Regions from separate parts of the Capsicum annuum genome. Here region 1 is linked to region 2. A link is a contact called in public Hi-C data. All regions are on one chromosome and are shown on one strand. The core of a region is the stretch at or near the end of the contact, and the rest is flanking DNA. Distances in the headings are between cores, read along the strand shown. Region 1 overlaps LOC107867823 (eukaryotic translation initiation factor 3 subunit I). Region 2 overlaps LOC107867824 (probable ubiquitin-like-specific protease 2B).

Region 1 (2,700 bases), core at 172-2,671, 99 kb after region 2:
AAAACGTCTACAATAGCTAAAATCCCGACACTCCTCTGAGTGCTTCAGTTCCCCTAACACAATAACTCTATCCCCTTCGTCATTCAAGAGCCTATGAAAGTACGACTGTCATCTATTCTTAATGTGGCCGTCCTCCACCAACACTCTACTGTCCTCCCCCTTAATGCACCTCACCTGATCGAGGTCACGACCCTTCCTCTCCCTAGCCTTAGCGAGTCTAAACAACTTTTTCTCCCCTCCCTTCCCCTGTAACCCTGCATACAAGCTCTAAAAGGCCAACAATTCCTTTAGCAAAATTTTCACAATCACGATCCTTATTATACTGTTATTGTGAAAAAAGACCAATTGGATTTTAAGGGTTTGGTGAACTTTGAACTATGTTTGATCCTCCTCCTGATGGTCCAATGCTAAAACCTTTTCACCAAGAATAGCTAAATCCTATTATCATTCTCTTGAATGATTTTTAGTCAAATGGGTTTTGAAACTCTCTTCCTCTCACAGCCCCCAATGGAACCTACACTCCCGTCAGATACATATTTTCACATTTGTTTACAAATACCACACGTAGAGAAATTTTTTTCTTTATTCATTAGTCAAATAATAAAATTTTCACACGGATAATCTTAAACTACGTTGTATCGAGATTTTATCCCTAACGAGAGTAATAGGGGGAAGACTAGCTCCAATCTGACTATTATCCTGAGTTGGAACTTCAACACTAGCGGAAACGAAAGTGGTCGATATATCATCTAAATCATCATCCACATGTAATTTTACTTGTTCATTTAATTCATCTTAAAATCATTATGCAGTCATCATGAGGAATAAGATTATCAATATTAATTTCTATAGGAGGGGCAAAATCAATTTCATTAACATGCATAAAATCATTCGTATTAAATCTAACTTGAGGCAAGTGAGAAGAACTAGAAGAAGAATCTTTATATTTTTTACTACCAAATTTCATTTAAACCTTTTACTTTTTGTGCAATACTTTTTTTACCGATTTTTTTTTTAGAGGAATCCATAATATAATAAAATAAAATGTGAAATTAGCAAATTAAAATGAACAACACAACTAATAAATACAAAGAATAAATTAAAAGTCTAAAGGAATGAATGTATCAAACGTCTGCCGGAAAAGCAGACGATTATAACCTAAAATTGAAGCTTGAAGAAAATTGCTCCTACAAATTTACCAAATTATACTTCAATTGCAAAATTATAACAATAATTATAAAATTTATAGATTTGAGAGTAGAGAATTGAGAGAGAACGAGAGAATAAAAATGTGATAGAGGAAAGGAAAGGATTTGGGTTTGTGGGGCGGGGCGGGCGGGGGTGTGGGGCTCAAAACTCTGTTGCGGGCCCCACTAGCCCTTGCCAACGCTCCCATGACCCAATTAAGGAAAAGAATTCACCGAATCAAAACTGGGAATGACCCGATTAAGAAAAAAATTCACCGGATCGAAACAGGGATGCACCAGTACCAATTCCCTGGTATGAGAACTCAATTCCATTCTGTTCCGGGTACTCCCAGAACGGTATCAGTACAATCCGGTCCAGCTGTCAGCTTTAAACCAGCCTACTATTGAGAAGGCATAAATGGGAGAAGCATACTGAGACTTGGGTGAAGGCTTTAACAATTCTAGGCGGAACAAAGTTGCAGAAAGTTCTGAACCCATATTAAAGTAGCCTGGAGGAAGAGTTCACGTCGATGCAAAGACAGAATGACGCAGCAGCATAGACTTTCCTCAGTTTGAAGGTATGGCTGAGTTTGTAGGAGCTGACTTAAAAATGGTTATTTGCCAATTTCCTAAAGAACTCCTCTGGACCATCTGTCTGATAATTTCAAGCTAATAAAGAGCAGCACAGAGGATAAATCAAAAAGTAAAATATATTTTGTTTTGTAAGAAATTGCATAAATAGATCCCGCCAACTCTGCCGTAAGCAAGTGCAAACTTGAAAACATTGCACCTCAAAATAACCAGTCATTATGTTTTGCACAACAATAAACAAAATGTGATTTTCTTCTGCAAAATATATAGCTTGCAACAATACAAGTATCCGAGAAATTCATTGGAGATAATCAGAAAGTCGCTTCCAGAGAAAAGTCAATAAGCACCACTGTTTTCTACTAGATACCCAAAAGAAAAAAACTACAGGATACCCAAAAGCACAGACTTCCAAAACCTGGTCCTATCAAAATCTAAATCTTGATGTTGAAGTAATCATGGTCAAAATGATGCAATCTCACATATCCATCTTCACCACCACTTGCGAAACTGCAAAATCAAATTACTTGGTCAACACGCCAGCTTAAACATATTCAAAGATGGAAATTGATCAACATTATATCATCTAGAAGCAAGCAATATTACAGTTAATCAGGAAAATTAACGCACAAGCACACACGCTTGTCGAGCTTGAAGATAAAAGGAAATGATATATATATAGGGTTGTATTGTGCACAGAAAAATGCTCTCTTTCCATTAAGCTTGAGCCTACATTCTTACACCGCACACAATCTAACTGTGAGATGCTAAAAGTTACATTCTTACACCGCACACGATCTGCTGATATGAGTTTCCACCATCCGAAGAAAAGACATGACAAACCAATCAAAACTAAAAAAACTACCTAAGGTAAGTACTTGCACCACTACTTTGACAACTTGCCTGAAGGAAGATTCAACAGGAT
Region 2 (2,700 bases), core at 5-2,504:
TGTAAAAATTTTTCCTAGATGCTCTTGTATCCATTGATTGAATATTTTTGTTAAGTGTCATAGCGCGAGAGAGAAAGGAACAGTTGGGCAGGGAGGTAAAGGGGAAGCTCTGTTATGCATACAGACATGAAGAATGGAAACAGCGAAATATTTGTTTTTTAAACACTCCTACCTGGGATCTTCTCTTATGTGGCATAGTAGGAAGAATAGTAGTGTAGTTCAGGAATTAGTTTTGAACAAGTGCTGGGGTGAGATTTATATTTGAAGCAAGTGTTGCAGAAGTTTCGCAAAGATGTCAAGGAGAATCAGATTTCCACTATACCCGCATCCTTTCTGCATCTATTGCAATATAAGATTCTCTTTTCTGAGAATTCCTTAAAATGAAGCGAGTTCTGTTATTGTGGTCGTTTATGATACTGTAAGTAGTTCCACTTTTGGAGGGTGTAATCTATGTTGCTTCTTGTTGATCTCTCTTGCTTGTTTTAAACATGCATGGATATTATTAGCCACTTGTCTTTGGTGGATCTTGATTAACTGATTTTGGCTGAACTAGATCACTTCGCCAAGGGTTTGATTCTGTTTATATGCATTTATTTTGCATTATGAATTGGTCTTCTTGTGTTCAAACTCAAGTCACACTGAGTTGTTGGTAACCTTAAAACAGGAAGAGGTTGAAGCTGGAGATCTTGTTTACACGGCAACTGAGACAGGCCTCCAGCATCTGGATGGGAATGGATCTGAACCCTGTGCCTTTTCATATTCATCTGGGTCTCTTGCTGTGGGAACTTCCTGGATCCCAGGTGTGTCAGTTGTCCAAGATGTGCACGATGAATTGGACTCACCACCAACTACTTCAGTCCCTGACACTGAGAATCCATTGGAAGCTGAGGTTGTAGAACCGTGCCAAGTAGATCACAATATGAGTTCAGATGAGAAAATAGATCATCCAAGGTCGAGTATTGATTGTTTGGTTGATGGACATGCCACTTCTGGTGAGCTGCTGGACATCACTTTGGCACAATGCTCTGTCGAGACACATGGTAACAGTGGTACTGGTCCTGTCGCCTTTGGTGAGGAGAACCCATATGATATCCATGGAAATGTCAACCTTGCCTGTAAAAGCTTGCTGCTCATTGGTAGTGGTTCCGGATCAGAAGTAGATCCTCAACACAATGTGAAAAGGAGGCGGCTTACACCCTTGGACGAAGAGGAAGCAGCATTTAGAAGTAACTTGTCACGTGATCTGCATTTGTAGATTTGACCTCTGGGAGCCTTATCAAGCATTCTTTGCTCTCATGGCACTAGGATACAAGATTATTATTTGTTAGCTGCTACATACCCCATCCTGTGAATAGACTTAAGTGGTTTGTTTGGACACCCGACATCTGAATTTTTGTAAATGCTCTTAACCAGGATCGTAGTTGCGTCCGTTTAGGGACTAATACATGCCTGATATACACAGCTCTTTCATGACTGCGGTCTTGTTTTAGTTTCTCATCTCTGTGAAATGCTAACTTATATTCGGTTGCATATGTAGAGATGCCCATTTTAGACTGCTGTATTTGCAAGAGTTCAGCGGTAGACTGCGTTTGTGACAAATGATCCCTAAATCTTTCAAAATTTGTACAATGTCATAGTTTGATGACTAGTTTTTTCCTTTTAATCAGATAAAATCACTTGAAATGAGAGGGAGACCTGTGTTGAGGTTGCATTAAATGAGCATACACAACAGAAGTAATTGTTCCATTTTCAAGCTTCACTTCAAACTTTTCAAAAATTCTCGCATCACGTTTTTATTCTCCTAGCAAGACAGATAAAATGAATATACATGAAATCAAAAAAAGAATCATATCGCCCATCTCTCTAACGCTGAATGAGCTTTTTAGATTTGTATCCATTGAAAAACTTACCCATATTTTGGGAACCAGTCACAGCATAGACGATAATGTTTTCTCAAATTGTAGTGTAAACAACATAAATAGCCTAGTTAATGAAACTAATTACATAAAATTCCTTGAAGTTATTTCTCTCCTGATTTTTGCAAATATACCCATGCATTCGGTCGTCCATCATACATCGGTCAAATGTATGATAAAACAGTTAATCCTATATTTAAGATAAGATAAATCATAAATTATTTTACTGTTCCTTAATTAACGACAATAATTAGCTAACATTAACTAGTGTATGAATAAAAATAGCAACTGAAATTTCAATTTAAAAAATTTTCTTAAACATCACAGTATTTTTTTTTGGATTGAAGATCTGAAAAACCAAAAAAAAATAAAAATTTCTTCTACATTCGTTCTTCAATTCTACTAAAATCAATATGAATATCCCCATATTGTTGCGACATTCTGGAATTTGGGAGTCGGAAATTAGTTATCAATCATACAAAAGTGACACAATTATTGTTTTGGAAAGTATAACTTTTTTGAAATTGATTGCTACGATCGCCATGGAATTGGATCTCGACAAAGTACGTAAAAAGATTGAAGTGAAATATATCGTTGAAGGTAATTCTTCTCCAATTTTCATAAGGAATGACAATGGAGTGAGAGTTTACGTTGAGTAGAAGAAAAAAATTTCTGGATTGGCTAATTTTTCGCTATATTTTCATTTTCGACAAATCAAATAACGAAATCGAGTTTGATAGATAAAATGCTGATGTACTTTGTATCGAAAGTAGTGACTATGATT

What was found. A called contact is a pair of places that touch in the nucleus more often than the background predicts.
Region 1: a Hi-C map of leaf shows a contact between it and region 2, with 4 times the contacts expected there. The contact joins two enhancer-like sites. A contact is called at or near these places in 3 of 5 Hi-C or Micro-C datasets (bud, leaf and placenta).

Annotation. Positions count from the first base shown.
Region 1 is chr4:93,063,045-93,065,744 of UCD10Xv1.1, forward strand. LOC107867823 (eukaryotic translation initiation factor 3 subunit I) reads right to left here. Exons shown (of 8, transcript XM_016714264.2): 8 at 2,013-2,285. The coding sequence ends at 2,210. Among protein-coding and RNA genes, the nearest start is that of LOC107867823, 11 kb to the right of the region's middle. Within about 2 kb of position 1,422, at least 4 of the 5 cell types and tissues checked have an H3K27ac peak or open chromatin away from gene starts, as enhancers often do. A contact at or near this core is called in leaf, where this site is marked.
Region 2 is chr4:92,964,212-92,966,911 of UCD10Xv1.1, forward strand. LOC107867824 (probable ubiquitin-like-specific protease 2B) reads left to right here. Exons shown (of 17, transcript XM_047411884.1): 17 at 665-1,561. The coding sequence ends at 1,255. Among protein-coding and RNA genes, the nearest start is that of LOC107867824, 27 kb to the left of the region's middle. Within about 2 kb of position 1,255, at least 1 of the 5 cell types and tissues checked has an H3K27ac peak or open chromatin away from gene starts, as enhancers often do. A contact at or near this core is called in leaf, where this site is marked.